Regions from separate parts of the Mus musculus genome. Here all the other regions are linked to region 5. The links are chromatin contacts, called in public HiCAR-type, HiChIP or PLAC-seq and promoter capture Hi-C maps. All regions are on one chromosome and are shown on one strand. The core of a region is the stretch at or near the end of the contact, and the rest is flanking DNA. Distances in the headings are between cores, read along the strand shown. Region 1 holds the start of Vax2os (ventral anterior homeobox 2, opposite strand). Region 2 holds the start of Tex261 (testis expressed gene 261). Region 3 holds the start of Nagk (N-acetylglucosamine kinase). Region 4 holds the start of Zfp638 (zinc finger protein 638). Region 5 holds the start of Spr (sepiapterin reductase). Region 6 holds the start of Paip2b (poly(A) binding protein interacting protein 2B). Region 7 holds the start of C87436 (expressed sequence C87436).

Region 1 (3,271 bases), core at 470-2,969, 1.4 Mb before region 5:
GAGAGCCCAGCGTTTGCTCTTGGCAGTACAACCTGGCGGTCTGCCGGTCCAGCTCCGCACCTCACCCTGGCTGGGGACAGCATCCGCCTCCCGGGCTTGTCTGGCGAAACTCGCGGGATCCCCACAATAAGTGGCTGTTCTGTGTGCCTGAGTGTGAGTGCCTTGGTTGGGGGACGCGTGCCCTGAACCCCAGACCTACACCCCACTCTCTACCGTCGCCCCCACCGCACCAAGTTCCGGAGCCCAGCAAACCTCCTCTTTTCTGCCGGGTCGAGTCAGGGTCGCCTCCTCGAGCTCTGAGTTTTCCATCAAGCGGAGCCAGACTGAAAGCTAGGTGCATTTCCCTGGAGATATAGGGAACAGAGGGAAGAGGGCGAGAGGGACCAATGGGTAGGGAGTAATAAAGTTTATGAGAGGGTGTGGGGCGGTCTTCTGTACCACGGGGCTGTCCAGTCTCCCATTGCCAGGCTCTAAACACCGCCCCACGCGAGGAGGCGCGAAGACACCATCCCCTCCCCCTTCTCCACATATCTCTTTTCCTCCTATCCCTCCTCCTTCTCCTCTTTCCCTCCCCTTGTCTCTCTTCCCCTCACTCCCTCCTCCTTTTTTCCTCCCCCTGAACGAACTCCCGTTGCGCTGCGCCTACTGGATCCACCCAGAGTCCTGGAACCCCAGCTCGCGCCCAATCGCCGACGGGGGCGGGGCCTGTAGGGGGCGGGGCAGATGGAGGAAGGGGTGGGGAGGGGCAGGGAGGGACCTGCTACCCTGAGCTAGGACTAGCGGCTGCTGTGGCCCAAGCAGCAGTGGCGGCGGGCATGGGCGATGGGGGCGCGGAGCGGGACCGCGGCCCCAAGCGCCGGGAGGAGCCTGGTGGCCGCAGCGGGCGTCACGGAGAGCACCGCGGAGCGGAAGATTTGCGTGCTGACACAGGTAGCGCGAGTCCGAGGGAGATTGCTGGGACCTCCGCCTCCAGCCCTGCGGGCTCCAGGGAGAGCGGAGGGGACAGCGACGGACAGCAGGCGCTCGGTGAGACAGACCACTGCCGCCGCATCCTGGTACGAGGTAAGGGGACAGCCGCAGCTCTGATTCCCTGGGCCACCAAGCTGCCTTTCCTGGGGCCTCCGACATCCCTACAACGTCCATCTCTCAGATCATACAGTGGTTCATTCATTTGGTAGTTCATCCTGTAAATACTCCGAGTGCCTATTGTGTGCGGGACACTGAGCTGAACGCGGGGGACAAAGCAGGGGGCTGGACCTTGTTTCGTCCTGCTGGACCGGTGCTCTCTCTCTCTCTCTCTCTCTCTCTCTCTCTCTCTCTCTTTCTCTCTCTCTAGGCCCATCCGGGCTGGTTGGTGTAGTAAGGACACGAATCAGTTGGAGAAGCCCGACACCGAGAGCCAGGGCCTCCGCGCCGGGGTCCCCGGAGCAAGGGCGGAGAAAGTCACGCGCGCGCTGTAGGGACAGGATTGGGAGGGACCCGAGTGGGCAGCTGCTGAGGAAGGCTGGGCCACGCAGGCAGTCGGATGCGTCCCCGCTTCAACCCAGCCTTATTTCCCAGCACCTAGCCTTGCGTGGGTTGAGGCTTAGAGATGGCTGGGTGGGCGGTAGGGTAGCCTGACCTGCCGCGGCTCCGCTGCTCCAGTTTTCCCACTCGCTTGGATACCGCCGGCTCCGGCGCTCCTCCGCCTGGCCTGGCCGCCTGGCCTGGCCGACGCTTTCTTCCTCGGCTCCACCCGCCCTCACCCGAAGTCGGAGCCCCTTCACCCATCCCCCTTCAACCCCCGCAGCAAACTTGCTTTCCCGGCACTCTCCTGCCATCGCTCATCCAGATCCAAACCTCCAATGCCAGTATCCTGGGTCTGGGCCTCTCCCAGGTAGACACTTGGAGAAAGAAGTCTCGGGTCCTGCGGTCAACTGGATCCTAGGCCTGAGGCCTGTTGTTTTTCCGCCATCCTGGGGTTTCGGACTCACTCACTTGGCTTCCCCCAGCTGCCTCCCACAGGCCTCAGGAGGCCTGTAGCCAACTTTCTTTTACGGAGGGAAACCTAGGTTTCTGTCACCCAAGTCAATATCTTAGAGCAGGTGGAGTACAACTTTCCTGACCCCCACCACCACTGTCACCATGTGAGTGGCCCTGGGGATCTGAGAGCCAGCTAGGGCAGGGCATGGAGGTACAGGAAGCTCTCTTAAATTAAGACGCTGCCAGGGACCCTGAATAAAGAAACACTCCTGGGAATAGGTGTGGTCATTGGAAGGCTGGGTGGCTACTGCCATTCTAGGGACCCGCTTGATGGTGTAAGACAGTTACACCACCAGGAATCCCCGCAGGTGTGAGGACTTGTAGGTTACCTGGGGTTAATATGAATTCCCTTTTGTCATCTGAGGGGTTCTAAGGACAAGGAGCGACCACCAGTTGAGTTTCGTTGAGGGAATCTGCAAGCCTTCCAGAAATGAAGACACAGCCTAAGCTCTTAGGCTAAGGACCTTGCCAGTGCTATGCATTAAGAATAGGCGTCTCCCCTGGTCAGGATGACTGAGTTATGCGCCCAAACACCATCTTCCTCCATTCTACCAACCTTTATGTAGATCAAATAAATCTTGCTCGTGGGCATCAGTGGGACTGTCTCTGGTGCAGACTTGCAGAGGTGGGAGTAAAATGTGGCCCTCTGTCCTCTGGGATAGAGCCATTTAAGTCAAGTAGAGACGCGCATGCCGGGTACCTCTTCAGGGGTATACTTTTATAATGTACCCACACAAGGTAATTCCTTTACATTTGTAAAATATAATGGAAATATTAAATACAAGTACAGTTATCCACTGGACTGAAATAAAAAGCAAATGCAGAAACGTAAATCCCTCTGCCCCTCCCCCATTTAATGACAAGGCTGTCATTACAGGCCTGAAATGCCGGGGACGTCATTTACTGCTAATCCCTCCTAGGCAGGGTCACCCGTGTCAGTCACTGCTCGAAGCCCCACCACAGCTGAGGGTAGAGGCTTCCATGAGAAAAGCCAACCCAACACTGGGGAAGGCAAGCCCCCATTGTCCAAAATTAAGAGCCCTCCTTAGTACATTTTACCCTTGTCCTCTGGTCCTCTGAGTACGTAGCCCCCTCAATTCTTCTAAGGTGCAAAGGAGAGCTTATGTGGGCATAAGAAATGACCCCACCCTCTCCACTTCTTTTCACCCTCCTTCCCACGCCCGGGTGTGGCATTGGTTGAGAGAGGTTTTTAGCACTGGAAAGGCCAAGGGCAGCTGGAGGCTGAGGT
Region 2 (3,263 bases), core at 533-3,032, 1.4 Mb before region 5:
ATTTTAGACAGTGATCCAAAGTAAGAAAAAAAAAACATTTTATACAGCACTCCACCAAACACATACCCAACGTGTGACAGAGCGCACACTCACTTTGCCTGCTCTCGTTTTTACTGTTAGCACTGTTTTTGGAGCTGGAGCTGAGGATCTAACCGAAGGCCGCATGCATGCCTGTACCCCCATGTCCCATTTCATAGCTTCCTTGAATGCTAAGCATGATCTACTGAATCAATTACGTAACTCAGTGATGAATCCAGCAGGCAGTCTGAGAAAGGCTTCGGTTGTCGGTGATGAAAGGTCTAATTGCTATCCCAACCACACCCACAGACTGAGCCAATGAGCTGGCTGTAGCCCTGTCTTTACCACAAACTACAACCCCAGGCTACGTTGAGAGTGAAAGTAGCTGCAGACTTTAGGCGACTGAAAGGTGAACTTTTCTGTCCAAAGGTATCCTCCCCCCCCCCCCCCCCCGCACCTCAGTCTTCCTCACAGCCTCTCTAACAGGGACAGGGACCAAGTCTTCAGGAAAAGAAACCTCCATGAGGGAAGAGAAAGGGCTGGACATTCTCCCTTAGGACAAATGACACTGAGTGGAGAGAGGGCAATAGCTAACTAAGCGTTACAAACTGTCCTTATTGTCCCTATAAGTTCTAAGCCTGGGCTGGGATTGGGGACCTGGTGTTAGAGACCGTGGACACTGTGAGACAGACACAGGAAAGCGAAGCCATGAATACCTATCAATGAAATATCTGCACTGTCACCTTAAGGAATGGCAGTAGGTTGTGAAACTATGCCACCTGAGGCTGGAGGGCCAGGGGTGATCTGGACCCAGGAGTGCAGACTGCAGGGCAGGGAAGCAAGTGGGACACCCTCAGATCCTGGGTTCTCAGCACCAAAACAGCCCCAGCTCAAACAGTCCCCACTTCCTGTTTCTGATGTAGGGCAAACAAGCCCTGGGTGACTACTCCAGGGAAAAGCGGCCACTTACCCAGATCATGTATTTGATGATTCGGCTGGTGGCCACCGTGTACTCTTCTATCAGCTCTGCAAGGTAGTACAGTCCAGCCGCTGGGTAGGAGAAGGGGGTCCCAGAGGGAGGGGGACAAACAGGAAGAGATCAGCCAGGGACACTCCCACCAGCCTGCTCATCCTGTAGTCCCCCACCAACCCTCCTCAGACTCCAGGAAGTCGGGAACAAGCCAAAGCACCCCTGGGATGTCCTTCTCATCTGCACAAGTAGATAGAACTTTGCCAAGACAACTGTAGAAATATTGGATTTGACCGCACAGCATAAAGTTAACCTCTGTTCCGGGAACCTTAAACTTCACTCGTCAATCAACACCTGCAGAACACTTAGTTTACAGGCCGGGTGCTGTACACTAGCACACAGCCGGGTGAGACAGACAGGGGCCTTCCCCCTGTCCCAGCTGGAGGGGACAGGCTGAGTAGGGAGCTCAGGGCTCCAAGAGCAAGGATGCGTCTCGGGAACCAAGCATCCCCACCGGAAGGTTCCGCAGAGGTCCAGTAGGACCAGCTCGGGGTCGTCAGCGCCCAGCTGCAAAGAGCAGCAGCGGTTGGCGGCTCGGGGCATCGGGGCGCGCGCGGCCCGGGTCAGCGCTCTCACCGACGGCCAGAGTGATGAATGCCACCTGGATGAACAGCGACAGCCAGCTCAGCACGTACATGAACCACATGGCGCCCCCCGGGCCGCCGGGACGGGCCTGCGCGGTCCGGCTCCCGCGACACTGAGCGGCCGCCGCCGTGCTGTCCCCGCCCAGAGGACGCCGAGAGGAGCAGGGCGGAGCGCCGCGGCCCCTGCGCCCCCGCCAAGCCCGCGAGCGCCGCTAACCGGCTCGGAGGATCGAAATCGCGCTGCACCCGGTACGGAGCGCCTACACAGAGCCCAGATTGATTGGAACCAATCCTGGCTCAAGCCTGCTCCGCACAGCCTTGGATCCTAATTTTCTGGGAGAGGAAGATTCCCTTCTCTCAGGTCACACACTAGGAAGCCGCATAATCTGGAATCCCAGGTGCCTTTAAATGGTCACCTTCAGCCTTAACTCTCCCTCTAGGCTGAGGTCTTTTGCAATGCAGGTCTTCACTTTTGCGTGGGGACTAAAGCAACAGCTAAGCACTGACTGTACTTGCGACACCGCAGGTAATCATCTGAGAGAGCACCACCTAGTGGCTGACACAGGTAAGCTCAGAGTGCCAACAAGCCTCTTATCTCAAACAAACTTTTTGTTTGTTATTTTCAGAAAGGGAGGGTCTCATAGCTCAGGCTGGCCTTTGAACTGTCAACTCTCCCATCTCCAGCTCTCAATTGGTAGGGTTTCAGATGTGTGGAGTCTCCGTACTAGGGCAAAATATAACTTTGGTTTTGGTTTTGTCTGTTTTGATTAAGGGTCTCTATGTAGTCCTGCAACCTGCTATGTAAATCAGGCTAACCTTGAACTCACAGAGACCAGCCTGCCTCTGCTTTATCCCAAATCCTGGGATTAAAGGTGTAGAAACATCATGCAAAGATCTTTTCTTTTTTTGAAACAGCCTTATGTGCCTCCAGGCTGGCCTTGGTGACACTAAGTAGTTTTGAGTGCTGGAATGGTAGATATTATATGTTAAGGACTAGGTACAATATTAAGGCCTAGGTAACTGTCACCTGGCCAGCCTGCCATTATAAGGAAACTTGCTCATGTTTCTACTGTTACTAGGAAACTTTCTAATGCCAGGATTGGTTATGTATTCTGTTTTGTTCTGTGCCCTGGGAAACCAATCTAAATAGAAATGCTTTGCATGGTTACTCACAGCAAGTTTGGGTCTGAAGTGACCATCCAACAATACTTTCTGCACCTGACTATAAGCTTTTATGGGATTTGCTGTTATAAGCTGCCCCTGGGATGAACCCCAACATAAGAGATATAAGAAACTATTTAAAATAAGACCCCCCCTCCATTTTGAGTAGGGGTCAAGTAAAGTTTAAGTTCCCAAGACTTCCCTGGGAACTGACTTCCTAATTGGCAGAGAGAGACAGGTATGTGGGCAGCTGACATCCTGGTTAACAAGTTAAGATATGAATTTTAGTCAAAACAAGTCCCATCCTGGTAGACAAGTTAAGACATGAATTTTAGACAAAGGCAAGTTCCCTGCAGCCGTTGAATACCCTAACCAATGGGAGCAGGACAAGTGTACACAAAGACATCTTCCTAAGGAAGTTCCCCATCCCTAAATCCTGATTGGTGAAATAACATGGCACAAGATGTTTG
Region 3 (3,301 bases), core at 225-2,724, 1.3 Mb before region 5:
ATTCTCACCCAAATTCAGAAGTCAATCTTGTCTTTAAACCAAACTTTCTCTCTGTATTCCTTTCTAAACAAGTAATGCAAAGCCAGGAGGGCAGTGTGGTCCTTTCATCCGAGCATTTAGGGGGTGGAGACAGAAAGACTGGGATTCAAGGACAGCCTCAGACACCTCAGGAGTGTAGGGCCAGTCCTGGTGACTTGCAATCTCATTACAAAAAGATTCAAACAACAGAACAAAAGCACATCAGCGCTGTCACAAATGGATCCCAAGACTCATTACACCAGTGCTAAAGGGAACTTTTCCATCAGAATTCACCCACAACATCACACTCTTGCCAAAACTTCCATTCAATCAGAATCCTATGGAATTATCTTTGATTCTAAAGATGTTGTTGGAGGAAGCATTTTCCAGCTCTGAAGTACTGTGAATGGTAATGTCTCACTTCCCTCTAGTTTCTCTATCAGGCAATAATGTTATTTCTATTCTTGAATTATTTGGTGCTTTACTGAGTCACATAGGTAAGAAAGGAGGTAAAGAATTCATTCACTCTGGAACCTTAGAAAGCAAGCCTACACCAAAACATCCTAGCACTTGGGAGGTGGGGCAGGAGAATCAGGAGTTTAAGGTCATCCTCAGCCAGAGTCTGAGGTGAGTTTGGGATATATGAGGCTCTGTGTGCCCACCTTCCCAACTGTTTACATCAAAACACAACCGGACCCAATTATCTGACAGGGAAAGAGGATCCCAGTTCAAGATTTCTCCACAGGAGGCAGGCTCAGAGGTCCGAGGTTGGACAGAGACATGCTAGCCCCAAGGAGACTCCATCTGAAGTCTCAAAGAAATGTCAAGAGCAGCAGACAGTCCTCCTGGCTATTGAAGCTGCCTCTTAAGTAGGGCTGGAACAACCTGGAGCCTGAGGAAACACGCAGGAGTCACTCTTCTACAGGACCTAACGGTATCTTCCTCTCTTCCTCCAGTTCCACTGCACAGTTTAGAGTTGAGCAGGTGGTGGCCAGAAGGTGAAATATGGTCTGTGAGTGCCAGTTTTTAGCATGCTGAGCCAGCATTGCATTCCATGCCAGTCTGGGTTATACAGACGAGATACAGTCCAGAAAGAACAGAGTTGGACTCAGATCACTTGTAGAGCGCTAGCCTGACACACATGAAACCCTGGGCTCTATCCTCACCGCCGCACAAACCTCAGCTGACAGCAGCCTGGGGCCTCACTGAGACCTGCTCAGCGTACTCAGCACAAGGTAGAGTGTGCGCTCATGAGCCAGGGTGGGGTGGTCTGGACGTTGGCTCCCGCCCTGGTCCTCAGACACATCCGCCAGACTCTGAGCTTGCCTCCAAAAGCGTCTGCGCGTGCGCACCCCACAGTTAGCGCGCGTCTGCCAGCTACTTCCGGCTGGCCCTTGGCAGCCCTCACACACCCTCCCAGGAGCCTCAGCTGGGGTGCCGCCTCCTCGCGAAGCAGTCACTTGAACGGCGGGCTAGAAAAAACCGGAGGGGAAAGCTGCGGGAGGCGACAGCAGGGGCGAGAGAGGACGTAGCATCCACACCCTACGCAAGCGCGTCGTAGTCACATGACAAGGGGCGGTGCCCGTGTGGGCGGGAGCGAAGTCACGGCTAGGGTCGAGGTTGCTACGGCGGACCAGCGGTGGCAACGGTAGTATGGCCGCGCTTTATGGTGGCGTGGAAGGGTGAGCGCTGGATCGGCCGAAGGCTGTCCGTCCGGGAGCGGCGGGTCAGGGGGCGGCGGCCCACACCATGCCCGGTGCCTTTGTGCTCCACGGTGCGACCACGCCCCTCCCGGCCATCACCTTTCTGCCACAGGGCTCTTGTGTCAACCTGGAGAGTTGTGCAGAGCTGGGGGGTCAGGTGGGAAGTTGCCGGTCGCGGGTGGACGTGGGAAAGAGGCAGAAGCTGAGACTGAGATTCATGCACAAGGGAACCCGGGAGTTAAGCAGCTGTCACCAGAGCACTGTCTTATCTTGGTGCTCCGGACCCTCCACTGCTGTCGGCCCCGAACGCCCTTGGTTCCTATATTCTCCTGCTTAGAAGCTGGTCTGCTTGACTTTGGGAAGTAGCTCTACTAAGCATGGCTTTGGGTGAGACGTAAGGCAAGGACAAGAGTGAGCAAGATGGTGGTTTATCCGGTCCCCTGCGCGTGACAAGCATTTTGTGGAACTGGGTGTGTCAAATCAGGACCTGATAGGAAGATTTGGTATCCTAGCTGCTTGCTGCTGATTTACCCGGAAGTCTCTTCCCGTGAATTGCGAAAGCGGATGACCCCTGGCTTTATTTATGATACCTTACAAGGAAAAACCCTCAGCACAGCGTAGGAGTTTGCACTTAGCCTTGTTATATTCATATGGAAGGTAGAACTTATTTTTCCCAGTTTGTCAAGAAATTAATTTGGATTTTTAATCTACTGTCTCATGCATTAATATCCCTTCGGATGTACTCTTGATGTACTACTCTTTGAGTTGGATCGAGTCTTTATTGTCTATTACAAGAAGTATTGGTCAGAGCCGGGCGGTGGTGGCGCACGCCTTTAATCCCAGCACTTGGGAGGCAGAGGCAGGCAGATTTCTGAGTTCGAGGACAGCCTGGTCTACACAGTGAGTTCCAGGACAGCCAGGGCTACACAGAAAAACCCTGTCTTGAAAAACAAAAAAACAAAACAAAACAAAACAACAACAACAAAAAGTATTGGTCAGTAGGACATCCTCCTACACGTATCACCCTTCTTCTAAAGTACCACTTACCCCAGGGATTTAACTCAGGAGGGCTTAGTTGCTGAAGGCAGTATGAGTTTCTCCCTGACTGGTGATAGTTTCTCACAGGTGTCTTGAAGACCCTGGTGTCAGAAGATAGGTCCTCAAAGTAACCCTTAGCTGTTGTGAGAGGTCTGCTTATTCCGTCCGACGTATTTACCATAAGTCGTTTGGGCCATGCTCACGATAGGTTAGGAGGATAGGTCATCACTCTGGAGCCAGTGGAGCTCATGAGAAGCTAAACAATGGAATACACTCTTGATTCAGAGCGGTCTTTGCTAGCTAGAGCTTATTAATGTAAGGAGAAGCCCTGCATGAGACAGACTGTGAGTGGGACCTTGCAGAGGAAGTAGGACCTACCAGGCAAAAGGAGCAAAGCCTCCTTTTTCTTTCCAGAGTGTAGCAGGCACTAAACAGGTAGCTTTTGGAGTAGAGGTTGGGTTTGCTGAAGCTGTCTTTGCCCTAGACTTTTGTAAGAGACTACTATGCAAGCATGGCTCTCCGCGTGGAATTCAATCAGGACT
Region 4 (3,085 bases), core at 526-3,025, 1.2 Mb before region 5:
AAAGCTAGCTTTATCATTTGCTGTCAATCCCTATGTGATGGGAAAGTGCAGAGCATAACTGAAGCTCTGGCTGGAACAATCCTCGAGACTGGACCAATTGAGCTAGCTGTCTGCTGCCAAGCGTGTACCTAAAGCCTTATGGGGGGTTCCCTATGATCTGTTGACTGAGGGAGAGAAGTCTAGGACCTGGCTTACTGGCAGTCCTGAACATTATACCTGCACCACCAAGAAGTGGACAGCTGCAGCATTACAACTCCTTTCTGGATTGTAGTTCATTCCAGAGTCCATATAGACCCATTAAACGTTGTGCTTCTTTCTGGATGGTGGGAGGATCCAGGTACAGTAACTTACCTTTCACCTTGGAAGGAATATCTCTGCTTGCTCCACACCACTGGACTCCTAAAAATTTCACCGAGGAGGATGGTTCTTTAATTTTTATTTTTTTTAATTTGTAATTTCTTGTTTTTTTGTTTGTTTGTTTGTTTTTTTTGTTTTGTTTTTTTTTGTTTTTTGTTTTTTTTTTCAAGACAGGGTTTCTCTGTGTAGCCCTGGCTGTCCTGGAACTCACTCTAGACCAGGCTGGCCTCGAACTCAGAAATCCACCTGCCTCTGCCTCCCAGGTGCTGGGATTAAAGGCAGTTCACCACTGTCCTGCAGTCCTTTAATTTTTTTGAACTAGCTTATATTGGCATAACTGAGTCAATTTAAAAAGATAGAACATTGAAGAAAACAGTTAAAAAAATTTTAGCCCAATCTTTTTCATGGGTAAAATCAATCAGGATTATAGATGTTCACCACTCAGGTAGTTTATTTTTTGAATTCTGAAATGATATAAAAATTTTTCAATATTAGTCTTTTGACTTAAACTTTTTTTTTAGAATTATTTATTTATTTTATGTATATGAGTACACTGTAGCTGTCTTCAGACACACCAGAAGCAGTCATCAGATCCCATTACAGATGGTTGTGAGCCACCATGTGGTTGCTGGAAATTGAACTCAGGACCTCTGGAAGAGCAGCTAGTGCTCTTAACAGCTGAGCCATCAATCAGTTCAGCCCTTAACTTTTATTCCTTTCTAATTTCCCATTTTATTATTCTATCTATTTTGTGTTGTTTGAGACAGGGATGTGTAGCTTTGGTTGTCCTGGAACATCTTCTGTAGACCAGGCTGGCTTCTTTCCCAGATTTCTGCCTGCATCTTGCCTGTCAAGTGCTGAGATTAAAGGCCTGTACCAACACTGCACGGTGTAATTTCCCATTTAAGAGGTGGGAGATAAGGGCTGGAGAGATGGCTCAGTGGTTAGGAGCACTGACTGCTATTCTGAAGCTCACGAGTTCAAATCCCAGCAACTACATGGTGACTCACAACCATTCCTAATCTGGGGTGCCTGAAGACAGCTACAACGTACTTGGGTGTGGAGGCACACACTTATAATTCCAACAGTTGGAAGGCAGAAGCAGGTGGGATCTATGTGAGTTCAAAGTTCCAGACCTTTTCTTTAAAAAGGGGGCGATGGGAGTGAGCAGTAAAAGCGAGAATATGTTAATAAGTGAATGTTACGTTGTGATACTGAGGGAATAGTAATCAGAGAAGGCTTCATGGAAGAGAAGAGGGATGGTTTGCAGGTTCTAAAATCTTGAGTGATGTTACCCAGACCGCTGCAGGTGTAGGACCAGCCATAGCTGGCGATCGCCCCCTTCTGGCAGAGGGCGGCCTTGTCCCCCGACAGCGTCTCTGGAGAACGCGGAGCCTGAGGCACGCAGGCGCAGTGAGCGGACGAGGGCTTTAGGCGAAGATGCGCATGCGTGTAGTCCCATGGAGGCGGTAGCTGCTTCATCGCGGTGACTGGAGGCCGAGTGCTAAACTGTGTGGGGCACGGATGGGATCCAGCTGTTAGTCGGTAGGCATAGGTAGGGCCGCTGCCTTGCGGGGAGCCGGGGACTGGAAGGCAGAGGTCCTTAGCGCAGGCCCCGAGCGGTCCCTGCCAGGTCGCGGTCGACTATTGTATGTGTCGCAGCCGCTGCGTACAAGATGGCGGCGGCGGGGCGGGTGGAGCTGAGGGACCCCGGGTGGGCCTCGGCCGTGGCCTGTTTCCCCTCGCCACTCGCCGACCGCGCCGTCGCGCCGCAGTGCCCGTGGGCGCAGCCGCCGGATGCTGCTGCTCTGAGGAGGAGCGGGCGGCGCCCTCGGGGAGTCCGGCTGCCCCTTCCCCAGCGCCGCGGGTCTGCCGCTCCCCAGGCCTGACAGCTAGCGGGAAGACCGCCGCGTGCCCGAGCGCCTTTCGGAGCCCCGCGGGCCGCGTGCGCCCTTAGTCGGGCTGGAAGAGCTTCCTTGCAGGGGGCTGGGAGCGGGGTGTGCGGGCTGTTGTGGGCCAAGCGCCCCAGTGAGCACCGAAGCCGAGATTGTCGGCCCTGGGATGTCGTCGAAAATGGCGGTGACACTTCCACATTCTTAGAGGAGTCGTGAACACTGATGTGGGGATACATGCTTGTGTTGGTGTGGTTCCTAGCTTGGGGAAGAGCGGAGAGGTCTGTACACCGACTCTCATCCCCGAGGATGTGCCAGACGTCCTTTGTTGTTTGAAGTAATTGCCTATGAGGGAGTCTCAGTATTACAAAATCTTTGAGCTTGACAGTGATTGTAGCCTCGAGCTATTTAATATTAAAATTACCCTTTGGCAGTTTGGGAATTCTGGAAGGCGCACTCAATGTGAAAAGTTCTGAAGAAAAGCTTCTTACCAGGATCCACCCGACCATGTGGAGTCAATCTTTCCTAACCAGTTTGGAAATTGTTCACTCTCACATAAAATTCTCCCTCTCTTCATTTTGTGTATGATGGGTTAACTTGTTTTTCAGGGGAGTTGTGTTTACTGCTTAATTTTAGAAATTTAAAATGACAGACTGGAAAAAGATTACAAGAAAAATTAATGTAAAGCTGTTAACACAGAAAAATAAAGTTGTTTATTACATTTTTTCAAAATGTTATTAATGATTATACACTTAAGATTTAGTGGGCTCAAGCTGCTTTACAAATTTTGACTTTTATATTTCCATATTCTGTAATGTGTACTTTCATATTTGTAG
Region 5 (3,246 bases), core at 513-3,012:
ATTCTATTACATGTTGCTACCTTTTAAGCAGAAATCACAAGTTTAGAAGAAAGGCACAGTGGCATCTTAATAGGCTAGAGGGACAAGACAAGGTCTCAGAAGTCCTCGTACCCTAAATGTCCATAAGAACAGCGGCCCTGTCTTCTCCATGCTAGCACCCTCTGCATTCCACTCAGCGTCCAGCACGGCTCAGCCTGAGGTGCTCACCACTCACCACTATCTCTTTGCTTGTCTTTGAACATTCCATGTGTCCATCCTCCATACAGCTTTATTGGGTGTCGGGCACACATGGAGGAACAGTATGTGTCCCTTGAGGGACAAAAGCAGACAGCTGAACATATAAAGGCATTTTGTTTTTTTCAGTTTTAGTCTTAATGCATTTTATGTGTCTGGATGTTTATCCCACCTGCTAATCGGACAAGTCCTGAGGCTGAGTACCTCGGCCCCTGACTGCTCCAACGTCTTGGGAGTCTGTATTTTTCTTACGAAGTGAGGAGTCATTACCAGAGGTAGTAGGGGCCCGATAGTCTTTGGATTCTTTGTGTGTGTGTGTGTGTCACATTTTTTAAATTTATTTTTTATTAGATATTTTCTTTATACACATTTCAAATGCTATCCCGAAAGTTCCCTATACCCTCCCTCCGCCCTGCTCCCCTACCCACCCACTCCTGCTTCTTGGCCCTGGCATTCCCCTATACTGGGGCATATAAGGTGTCTTTGGATTCTTTATGGAGAATATAGATCAGGTTCCCCTCCTTGCCTAGCCCCCAGAAAGGTACCAGCTAAGTCTAGGGACAGCACTGTCAGGAGCACCCACCTACCTGGAGCATAGCTCAGCACCCGCACACTCGGTTCCTCAGCAGCCAGGACCTGGTAGAGCATGTCTCGGGCAGCCTTCCCCGCACAGTACAGACCCCAGCCTTTGTAGGGCTGCAGGGCACACAGAGATGAGATGTTAACCACAGTCTTGCTCAGGCCAGGGCTATCCTGGAAGGCATTCAAGGTGCCGGAAGTCAAACAGAGCATGGAGGTCAGGTTCAGAGCCCAGTAGTTGTTCACCTCAGCTAGGTCATTCACGTTGAGGAAGCCTTTGGAAACATCCCCAAGAGTGGCTGAAAAAAAAAAAAAACGGGACCAAAGAAATGACACAACTGGGGCACTCTTCTCCCTCAGCCTTCCACAGTTCCTCCTCATAGGCTATCTCTCTGCCCCAGCTCTGCAGACACCCCTAATGCAAGCAAAGAATACTGTAGTAAAGCAGAGTGATTTGTTCAAAAAGTCTTGACTCACACATCCGCCAGGAGGCACTGTCGCCCCGTAGTGACACTGATACACCCTCCCTCCTCTTGGACTTTGGACTTTTAGGGACTTGCCCTTCACCTACCCAAAAGCCTATGAGGTAAGAGCTCGCAGCCGGGGTCTGGACGGGACTCTCACCTGCGTTGTTGATGAGCAGCAGGCGCTGCAGCCCCTCGGGCCTCGGGAGCTCGCGTACTGCGCTCAGCAACCGCTGCACGCCAGCCTCGGTGCCCAGATCGGCGGCTGCCAGCACCACTTTCAGGTCAGGCTGCTGAGCGCCCAGCTCCTCCTTCAGTTGCCGCAGCATCGACTCACTGCGTGCGCTTACGAGCATCACGGAACCGGGAGACAGCAACCGGGCCAGCTGCGGGGCCAGGGCGCGACCAAAGCCCCGGGAGGCCCCGGTCAACACGCACACAGCGCAGCCCAGCCCGCCTGCCTCCATGCCTGGAACTCAGACTCATGCGCAGCTACTGAACCAGGACGGGGCGGAGCCTATTCTTGGCTTGGGACGGCGGAAGTTCGGGCCAGAATCCACTGGTGTTTGGGCGGGGGAAAAAAAAGCCAGGCAGCCGGGCCTCGGCAGGAAATCCTAATCCCCTTCCCAGCGCTTCCGGGTTCCCCTTGAGCGCCACTCCCACAAACTCAGCCCCTTTCTGAGAGGCGCGTTCTCAATTTCCACCCTGTTCCAGGATCAGCTTCCTCCTCCAGGGTTAAGGTTTGTCTTTATCCATACAGGACATACCAGTTAGAGACCAGTGACAGCCTTGGATGAAGTGTGTAGAGCTTGTGGTCCCTTTGCACTCTGATTAACAGAAGCCTTCTCTGGAAAAGCACAGCAGCTTCCCCAGGAGGTGCTAGGCAGACAGAACCAGAAAATGAAGAGCACACACAGGGGAAGAGAAAGGCTGAGAATCACAACAATCTCACGAACAAGACTCATCACCGTCAGTGAAAACGCTTGGTTCCTTGGGACCTGTGTACTTATCCTTCAACCTGCGTCATGCACTCTAGAAACAACTTCATAATCTCAAATGGGAAAGAAAAATATCCCAGCTCTCTGGAGATGTCTGAGGAGGACAGCAGAGAAAGACATAGAGATTGCTTTGATCCATTTTTAGTCTGAGGTGAGCTAGAGTCCATCGGAATTACAGGCAGGCAGGCCAGCGGCTAGCTCCTCTTTGTTTCAGAAAGTTCAAGTGGTAGGACTAGTCACTTAGCCTGGTCAGATTGGGAAACCAGCAATCAGTAGGGGCCATTCTCAAGTTCCAATTTTTTTTTTTTAAATTGAATGAGGCTTTTGTCCTAGGCCAACGAAATAGGGGACCTAGAGCGATGCAAATCCTGTAGGCCTATATGAGAAGAGAGCCGGAATGTCTCTCTATAGGTTTTTAAAAAACACTGTCTTGTGCCAAATCAACACGTCATTAATGCCTTTTCTCTATGCCAAAGTTCCCTTTCAGCAGAACTGTATATTTAAAACTACTTACTTACCACTAATCTATTGGATTTGTTATCTTATTTCCAAAGTAGTTGAAGGATCTTCAACAGACATAGTGAGTTCAAGGCCATCATGCTGAGTTTGAACCCCAGAACCGACATTAAAAACACTAAGTGTGACCAGGCAATGGTGGTGCTCCTAGCACACAGGAGGTAGAGGCAGAGGCAGGAGGATTTCTGTAAGTTTGCATCAGCCTGGTTTACAAAGCCAGTTCTAGGACAGACAGCCAGGGCTACACAATGAAACCCTTTCTGAGCCACGTGGCTGCAATGAAACCTTTAATCCCAGCAGTCTGGATACAGCAGTAGGAGACTCCGAGCTTGAGGCCAGTCTGGTCTACAGAGTGAGTTCCAGGCCAGGCAGGGCTACACAATGAGAAACGCTGTCTCAAAAACAAAAAACAAAATTAAAAAACAAAAAACAAAAGCAAAACTTTTTGAAAGATG
Region 6 (3,078 bases), core at 305-2,804, 1.3 Mb before region 5:
AATGCAGACTTACAACAGTTTACTATAGTGACCAACTCAGAGATCGTACTATAGTGACCAACTCAGAGATCGTATTTTACCCATGACTTAGACAACTGCTATAATTGACAAAAATCACAACAGTTTTAAGATTCCGCTCTTTCCAGTGTGAAAAATATGGCACAAACATAAGGCCTGCGAGGCAATGCTGTCACCTATGAGGAAAGACTGATTTTAATTTCCTCTAACAGACTTCTTTCTCTACTACGACAAAAATCTTACCACAGCAAAACACAAGGAACTATATACTGTTATGTGCTACAAATTGGATAAGAAAAATAGTAAAGTAAAGCTTACAAACTCCACAACAGTGAATCTGATGCTAAACTACGACTTAATTTTCCTTTTTGAAAACCAAGAAAAACAATTCCAGATATAAAGCCAAGAAAATGACAACATGAGAACAATGCAATTTTGGATATGGATAGATATCTTATTCTTTCTCCCTTTCTGCCTAAAGTACTAGACGTATTCCAATACTCAATGTCCTCTGGCTTCCAAAATAAAACCCCTATTGTCTAATACTCCTCAACTTCTAAAATCTCAGTTAAAACTATGAGTGATAAGCTAATTTATTCGCAGTAAACGTCTGGCATATTTTTATTTGGGTTTGAGACAGTGTGGAAGGCCATCTAGAAACATATGGTTAGAACCACCACAGGAAGCCAAACACTGCCATACTATGAGGTATAAACAAATAAATTCTCTGTAAAGATAATGCTGAAGGTCGCCTCTGGGCTGTTGTAATTCTCTCAGAGGCTGTGTGTGATAATCACATATATCCCGTATCTTACGGACGTCCGGGATGACCAGGCCCTTCCTCATAGTGTAAATTAGTGCTCTAAGCTGGGTCAGAATCCCGTTCCATCCCGTTCCACGTAACAGATTTCAAATTGGTTGCTGCTGGCAAGCCTTTCCACCTGCATTTTCAGCAGTTTTGAGCAAAAGCACTTTATGAGGACAATGATTCTAGAAGAAGAGTGGGATTAGATGGCATTGAAGGGGAGGCAGAGAGAGTTTAAGCAAGCCCATTGCAGTTCCGAACCTTGCGGAGCCTGTGTTCAGCGTCGTCATCTGCCTCTCGCCTTCACCCTTCCAGGTGCCTACAAAAAGCAAAGTGAGAGGTGTTAGTTTCCGGGGGAAATGAGGCTGAAATCCTGAGGTTGAGAGTGAACGTCTCAGAAGGCGAGAGAGAGGAGGGGCGCCAGGAGGCGGCAGGTCATACGTAGCAAGGATGGTGAAAAGGGATGAGGTGAGAGGAGCTGGCCCGCGAGCGCCAGAGCGTCGGACGGCCTGGGCCCGGGCCGCGCTGGGAAGGGGCTGTGCGCGCTCCCGGGCAGCCCGCGGGTAGAGGGGCTGTGCGCAGTCCCGGGTGGCCAGACGATCCCAGCCCCGACGCCTCAACCCACCTGGCCGCGCGGACAACGCCGCCCCGAGGTCCGCACCACAGCACAGCGCCGCCTCCTAAGAGCGCGAGCCTCGGCGCACAAACGCTCGAGGTACCTCGGCCTCACACGCGCGTCTCGCCCCGCCCCCCAGCGCCATTCATTGGCTGCCGGACAACGCCCCGTCCATCTATTGGACAGCAGAGAATGCCGCTCACTTACCTGGTTTTGATTGGTCTAAATGTGAAACAATGCCCGCCCAGCTCTTTCAGAAGTTCCAGTTTTTGATTGGTCTTAGCGTCTGTCCATTCGCTCCGCCCTCGATGGAGACTCCCAGCTCTGATTGGCTGAAGAAGCATTGGTCACGCCTAGATTTCCAGGCCAAGGATGAATCACCTCCATGTTGGGGAGGAGCCAGAGTGCAAGGACTCCGGGTTTGTTTACAAAGGCTTCTGCTCCCGCTTCATCCATTGGCTAAGCTGGAAGCCTGTGTCACTTGTCTAGATCACTTTAGAAAAGGGAGTAGGATTCAGGGATTTCCTCATCTGTCCATTAGTTAGAGATGAGTTTTGAGAGCGGGAATTTGCTTCTGTGTTAAGTCGTGAGGTTAAAAATTAGGACTATTTGGGAGATTGGAAGAACAGAAAGGGTTGCTTCCACGTTTTTAGAAACAAATTTGACATTTTCAGTCCCAGCAGGCTCAAGATTGAGGCAGGAAAATCACAAATTCCTCAGGGCCAGCTTGAGCTCATATTGCGACCAAGTCTCAGAAAAACAAGACACACACTCACATTCACACACACACACACACACACACACACTTGTTCTGTCCTTTGGGTTTAAGATACCTTGTATTAGTTAGTTTTATGTGTCAACTTGACACAAGCTGGAGTTATCACAGAGAAAGGAGCTTCACTTGAGGAAATGCCTCCATGAGATCCGGCTGTAAGTCATTTTGTCAATTAGTGATCAGGGTGGGAGGACCTGTTGTGGGTGCTGCCATACCTAGGCTAGTAGTCCTGGGTTCTGTAAGAAAGCAAGCTGAGCAAGCCAGGGAAAGCAATCCAGTAAGTAACATCCCTCCATGACCTCTGCACCAGCTCCTGCTTGCTGACCTGCTTGAGTTCCAGTCCTGATTTCCTTTGGTGATGAACAGCAATGTGGAAGTGTAAGCTGAATAAACCCTTTCCTCCCCAATTTGCTTCTTGGCCATGATGTTTGTGCAGGAATACAAACCCTAACTAAAACAATATCCAAATTTTAAGTTATGTCCATAAAAAGAAGATAGGATATTGATGGCTGGAGTGGTGGATCAACAGTTAAGAGCATTTGCTGCTATTGCAGAAGACAGGTTCAGTTTTCAGCACCTCATGGTGGCTTACAACCACCAGTAACTCTAGCTCCAGGGAATTAGATGCCCTCTTCTGGCCTCCAGAGTACTGAATCCATATACATACTTGAAGTTAAAACACTCGTGCACATAAATCTTTTTATTAAAGTGGAATTAAAAATAAAAAAACTTCTCATACATCTGTCTTCTCCTACCCACTGTGCTAATTACAATCACAACACAAAATATAGGTTTAGTAAACAAGTAGTTATATAATGAAAATATGTAGATAAATTCACTGTCTAACATTAACTTTTTCCTCCT
Region 7 (3,299 bases), core at 342-2,841, 1.3 Mb after region 5:
GGCTTAACTTAATATCCTGTTTTTTGTTGTTGTTGTTTTTTGTTTTTATTCGAGACAGGGTTTCTCTGTATAGTCCTGGCTGTCCTGGAACTCACTTTGTAGACCAGGCTGGCCTTGAACTCAGAAATCCGCCTGCCTCTGCCTCCCAAGTGCTGTGATTAAAGGCGTGTGCCACCACGGCCCGGCTTTTTGTTTTGTTTTGTTTGTTTTTATCTGCTTTTTTTGTTTTGTTTTGTTTTTTGTTTTTTTTTAAATGTCAGTTGAAAATTGCAGCCTGGGAGAGCTTGGTGTGAGGACACCCAAGTTGGCTGGTTCTGAAGACAGGGAGGTGAGGATCACAAGGTCTTTCATGAACCACTGCACACTTAATGAGAAAGGAGAGAAACAGCATCCAGAAAGATGTTGTCTGCATGTCTCTCTATTGGAGGGCTTGACATTGAACTATAGAACAAAGGAGAAACACTTCCCAATGCCAGGCAAAGAAATGAGGGTTGATGCTCTCTGGTCACCACTTGAGGCAGTTGCTAGGAACTAACTAGCCATGTGATCCAGGTATAAATATGAATGCTTTTGAACTTAACAGCAAATAAAAATTGTGGCGAGAGGAAACATCTCTTTTTTTAGTTCCTTCAGTTTCTGAAACAATATTAGAAAAATCTGATCCCAGAAAAGGGCCACTGTAACGGAGAAAAGTAAAATTTGGCTAGAGCAAAGCAATTGTGCCTACAGCGCACCACCAGTAGGTGTCCAAGCTATGGGAACACACCGGCCTCACCTAAGGCACCATAGCTTTCCGAGTGTTTCTGAAGTGCGGTGGTGGCACATGTCTTTAATCCCAACACATTGGAGGGAAGAGGCCCGCGGATCTATGTTCGAGACCAGCCTGATCTACAGAAAGAGTTCCAGGAAACACAATATTGGTGCCGGGGATTTACGATTCTGAAGAACAAATATACATAAAGTCTATTTCGGCTCTTTCCAAGGGGGGAGTCGTTCAATAATGTGTAAGAGCGAAGCGAGAGAAAACCATACAAGCTCAGGCGAGCTCTGCTTCCGATTCCAGTAAAACTGTTTTCAGCACAGAATTGTTCAGGTTCGATGTACTAGGGACCACCGGGAAGCCCTTGCTGGTGTGTTCTGTACGTTTAGGTAAAGCCACAAAGTGTCAGCACCCTGAGCCTTCTCTGTAGTTTTCCAAAAGAGAGCACTCCCCTGAAATACTACAAATCCCATGGTGCCACTTCAGCGGAGGTGAGCGGGCCCTTGGCGCACGTGGGCTGATCTGACCAATAACGACCGTCGTTACAAGCAAACAGTTTGGACGTGTTTGTAAAAGTCCGTTTGTAAAAGGAGAAGAGACGCGGCGAGGGTCGTCACCAACGAGATTCCTAGAGTTGCGAGGCAGGTAAGGGGGCAAAGTGGGAGAGGCCAAGCACCGGCGGAGCACGGCTTAGGGTGGGAACAGAGGCGGAAAAAGTGTTCGGGGAACTGCGTGTCGGACTGCTGACATTTTTGCTGGGCCCTCAGTTTGACGCCGCCGGAAGTGGGCGTTTTGCGCAGGATGCCGGGAAGCGGGTCGCATGGGAAGTGCGTTTTCCAGCCGGCCGTTCCCGGAAGCTGAGCTTAGGCGCGCTCCCCTAAACAACACCGAGGAATTGTGGCCCGGACTCTGTTATTTGACAGTGACCGGGCTGATTCTACAATCAGTAAAGGTCTGCGAGCTGTGACGTCTCGATCCAACCAGACAGTTTTATTCCTAAAATGGGTAAATAGCGCCTCCACAGGATCCCTTGTGTGAATGCATGCACTCGAATACTTCTTTCTTACTTGGGGCGGTGTTCACGTGCCCAAAACAGCGTCCCCACACCGACCAGCTCAGCGGCCGCATGGGACAGGGGGCAGCCTACCGCGCCTCGGGTTCCCTCAGCCAGCGCCAGGCGCTGCTCACCCTCTTGCTGAGAAGAGACAATCATCGGGAGACCCTTCAGGTTTCCAGCGGAGCTCCTTCACAAGTCGCGTTCCTTGTGTATCCTTTTTTAAGACAGAGTCTGCAAGCCGGGCGTGGTGGCGCAGCCTGTCATCCCAGCACTCGGGAGGCGAAGGCAAGAAGATCTCAAATTCCAGGACAGCTAGGCTACATAACAGACCTTGTCTCAAAAAGAAAAGAACAAACTGGGTATGGTGACGAGCTCCTTTAATACCAGAACTCTACAGGCAGAGACTGGCGAGTCTCTGAGTTCGAGGCTTCCCCGGTCCATCCCAGGACAGCCAGAGCGATACAAAGAAATCCTGCCCCCTACCTCCCGCCCCACCACACCCCAAAAAAGGAAAATAAGAAAAAAACTCTGTAATAATTCGTAGTGATACATGTTTTCAAATTCGAATAGTAAAAAAAATGAGATTAAACCTCCATTTCTCGGGTCTCAAATTACTGCTGAGGAAATAGACAACTATGCTGTGTCCTTAAAGTCTTTTCTAAAAAAAGATTTTTGTGTATGCATGTGTGTATATCCAGTGTGTCAAAGGAGTTGGACTTCCCAGAATTAAGAGTTTTAGGCAGATGAGCCCTGATGTTACTGCTTGGAACCAAACTTGGGCCCTCTAAAAGAGCAATACACACTTTTAACCACTAGCCATCTCTGCAGCCCCATTTTCCCCTTTCCTTTCCTTTCAAAACCAAGCATAGCATACACAAAGCACTAAGCTTTGTTACTGGTATACAGATCTCAACTGTTTTTAATGGCTTTACAGTCGCATCTTACTCAGCACACTGTACTTAGTTCTTTAATGGAAGTCCTTTTCCTATTCTGCAGGTACAAAATCTCATAGAGGGATATCTGTGATTTGGATGCCAGCCTGGTCCACATATTGAGTACAGCCAGGTGTACATAGTAAGACCCTATCTTCAAAAAAGAGGTGGGAGCTGGAAAGACCACCCAGTAGTTAAGAATACATACTGCTCTTGCAGAGGATCTGAGTTGAGTCCCCGGCACCCATGTCTAGTAGCTCACAAGCACCTGTAACTACAGTTCCAGACATATGCAGTGCAGCCTGTTGGCTATGGCTGCCTGTACTCATATGCACATAGCCTGACACAGGAAATAGGTTTCAGCCCCTTTGGAAACAGTTTTTCAGGTTCCGAAAATGTTAAGTGTACAAAGGAAATAGCTATGTTTACTATGATATTTACATTTATTGAAATATATGGCTCAACACTGTGGTCCATACATGTAGCCCTATCACTTAGGAGGCTGAGATAAAAGGATTATCTAGAGTTTAAGGCCCGCCTCAGGTACATA

What was found. Promoter capture Hi-C pulls out the DNA fragments that hold promoters and counts their contacts. HiCAR-type assays count read pairs that join an accessible place to other places. HiChIP or PLAC-seq counts read pairs in DNA pulled down with a chosen protein or histone mark. Capture Hi-C pulls out chosen DNA fragments and counts their contacts.
Region 1: a promoter capture Hi-C map of embryonic stem cells shows a contact between it and region 5, with 2.3 times the contacts expected there. The contact joins the promoter of Vax2os here to the promoter of Spr in region 5. A contact is called at or near these places in 2 of 39 promoter capture datasets (embryonic stem cells and liver) and 1 of 115 datasets of contacts at active chromatin or transcription factors (astrocytes).
Region 2: a HiCAR-type map of astrocytes shows a contact between it and region 5, with 6 times the contacts expected there. The contact joins the promoter of Tex261 here to the promoter of Spr in region 5. A contact is called at or near these places in 1 of 39 promoter capture datasets (embryonic stem cells), 2 of 115 datasets of contacts at active chromatin or transcription factors (astrocytes and pancreatic cancer cells) and 1 of 9 other capture datasets (liver).
Region 3: a promoter capture Hi-C map of adipose tissue shows a contact between it and region 5, with 2.7 times the contacts expected there. The contact joins the promoter of Nagk here to the promoter of Spr in region 5. A contact is called at or near these places in 2 of 39 promoter capture datasets (hippocampal neurons and liver), 1 of 115 datasets of contacts at active chromatin or transcription factors (astrocytes) and 1 of 9 other capture datasets (adipose tissue).
Region 4: a contact with region 5 is called in a HiCAR-type map of astrocytes, with 6 times the contacts expected there. The contact joins the promoter of Zfp638 here to the promoter of Spr in region 5. A contact is called at or near these places in 7 of 39 promoter capture datasets (the 3T3-L1 cell line, 3T3-L1-derived adipocytes, cranial neural crest and 3 more) and 3 of 115 datasets of contacts at active chromatin or transcription factors (astrocytes, pancreatic cancer cells and stem cell-derived neural progenitor cells).
Region 6: a promoter capture Hi-C map of liver shows a contact between it and region 5, with 3 times the contacts expected there. The contact joins the promoter of Paip2b here to the promoter of Spr in region 5. A contact is called at or near these places in 3 of 39 promoter capture datasets (embryonic stem cells, hippocampal neurons and liver) and 1 of 115 datasets of contacts at active chromatin or transcription factors (astrocytes).
Region 7: an H3K27ac HiChIP or PLAC-seq map of microglia shows a contact between it and region 5, with 5 times the contacts expected there. The contact joins the promoter of C87436 here to the promoter of Spr in region 5. A contact is called at or near these places in 1 of 39 promoter capture datasets (liver) and 1 of 115 datasets of contacts at active chromatin or transcription factors (microglia).

The regions. Positions count from the first base shown.
Region 1 is chr6:83,710,482-83,713,752 of GRCm38.p6, forward strand. It overlaps Vax2os (ventral anterior homeobox 2, opposite strand), which reads right to left and starts at 1,720. Exons shown (of 6, transcript NR_002871.2): 1 at 1,622-1,720; 2 at 253-344. Vax2 (ventral anterior homeobox 2) reads left to right here and starts at 758. Exons shown (of 3, transcript NM_011912.4): 1 at 758-1,062. The coding sequence starts at 816. Gm32943 (a long non-coding RNA gene) reads right to left here. Exons shown (of 4, transcript XR_003956456.1): 3 at 2,579-2,767; 4 at 2,317-2,443.
Region 2 is chr6:83,774,030-83,777,292 of GRCm38.p6, forward strand. It overlaps Tex261 (testis expressed gene 261), which reads right to left and starts at 1,783. Exons shown (of 6, transcript NM_009357.2): 1 at 1,625-1,783; 2 at 989-1,068. The coding sequence starts at 1,694. It overlaps Gm52907 (predicted gene, 52907), which reads left to right and starts at 1,906. Exons shown (of 2, transcript NR_168047.1): 1 at 1,906-2,197.
Region 3 is chr6:83,793,583-83,796,883 of GRCm38.p6, forward strand. It overlaps Nagk (N-acetylglucosamine kinase), which reads left to right and starts at 1,475. Exons shown (of 10, transcript NM_019542.2): 1 at 1,475-1,700. The coding sequence starts at 1,672. It also overlaps the pseudogene LOC665004.
Region 4 is chr6:83,912,578-83,915,662 of GRCm38.p6, forward strand. Zfp638 (zinc finger protein 638) reads left to right here and starts at 1,776. Exons shown (of 27, transcript NM_001355286.1): 1 at 1,776-1,902.
Region 5 is chr6:85,136,002-85,139,247 of GRCm38.p6, forward strand. Spr (sepiapterin reductase) reads right to left here and starts at 1,763. Exons shown (of 3, transcript NM_011467.2): 1 at 1,438-1,763; 2 at 822-1,112. The coding sequence starts at 1,744. It overlaps Gm10444 (a long non-coding RNA gene), which reads left to right and starts at 1,933. Exons shown (of 3, transcript XR_001785286.2): 1 at 1,933-2,426.
Region 6 is chr6:83,830,187-83,833,264 of GRCm38.p6, forward strand. Paip2b (poly(A) binding protein interacting protein 2B) reads right to left here and starts at 1,555. Exons shown (of 5, transcript NM_146169.2): 1 at 1,449-1,555; 2 at 1,085-1,142. The coding sequence starts at 1,113.
Region 7 is chr6:86,437,083-86,440,381 of GRCm38.p6, forward strand. It overlaps C87436 (expressed sequence C87436), which reads left to right and starts at 1,592. Exons shown (of 10, transcript NM_001364557.1): 1 at 1,592-1,765.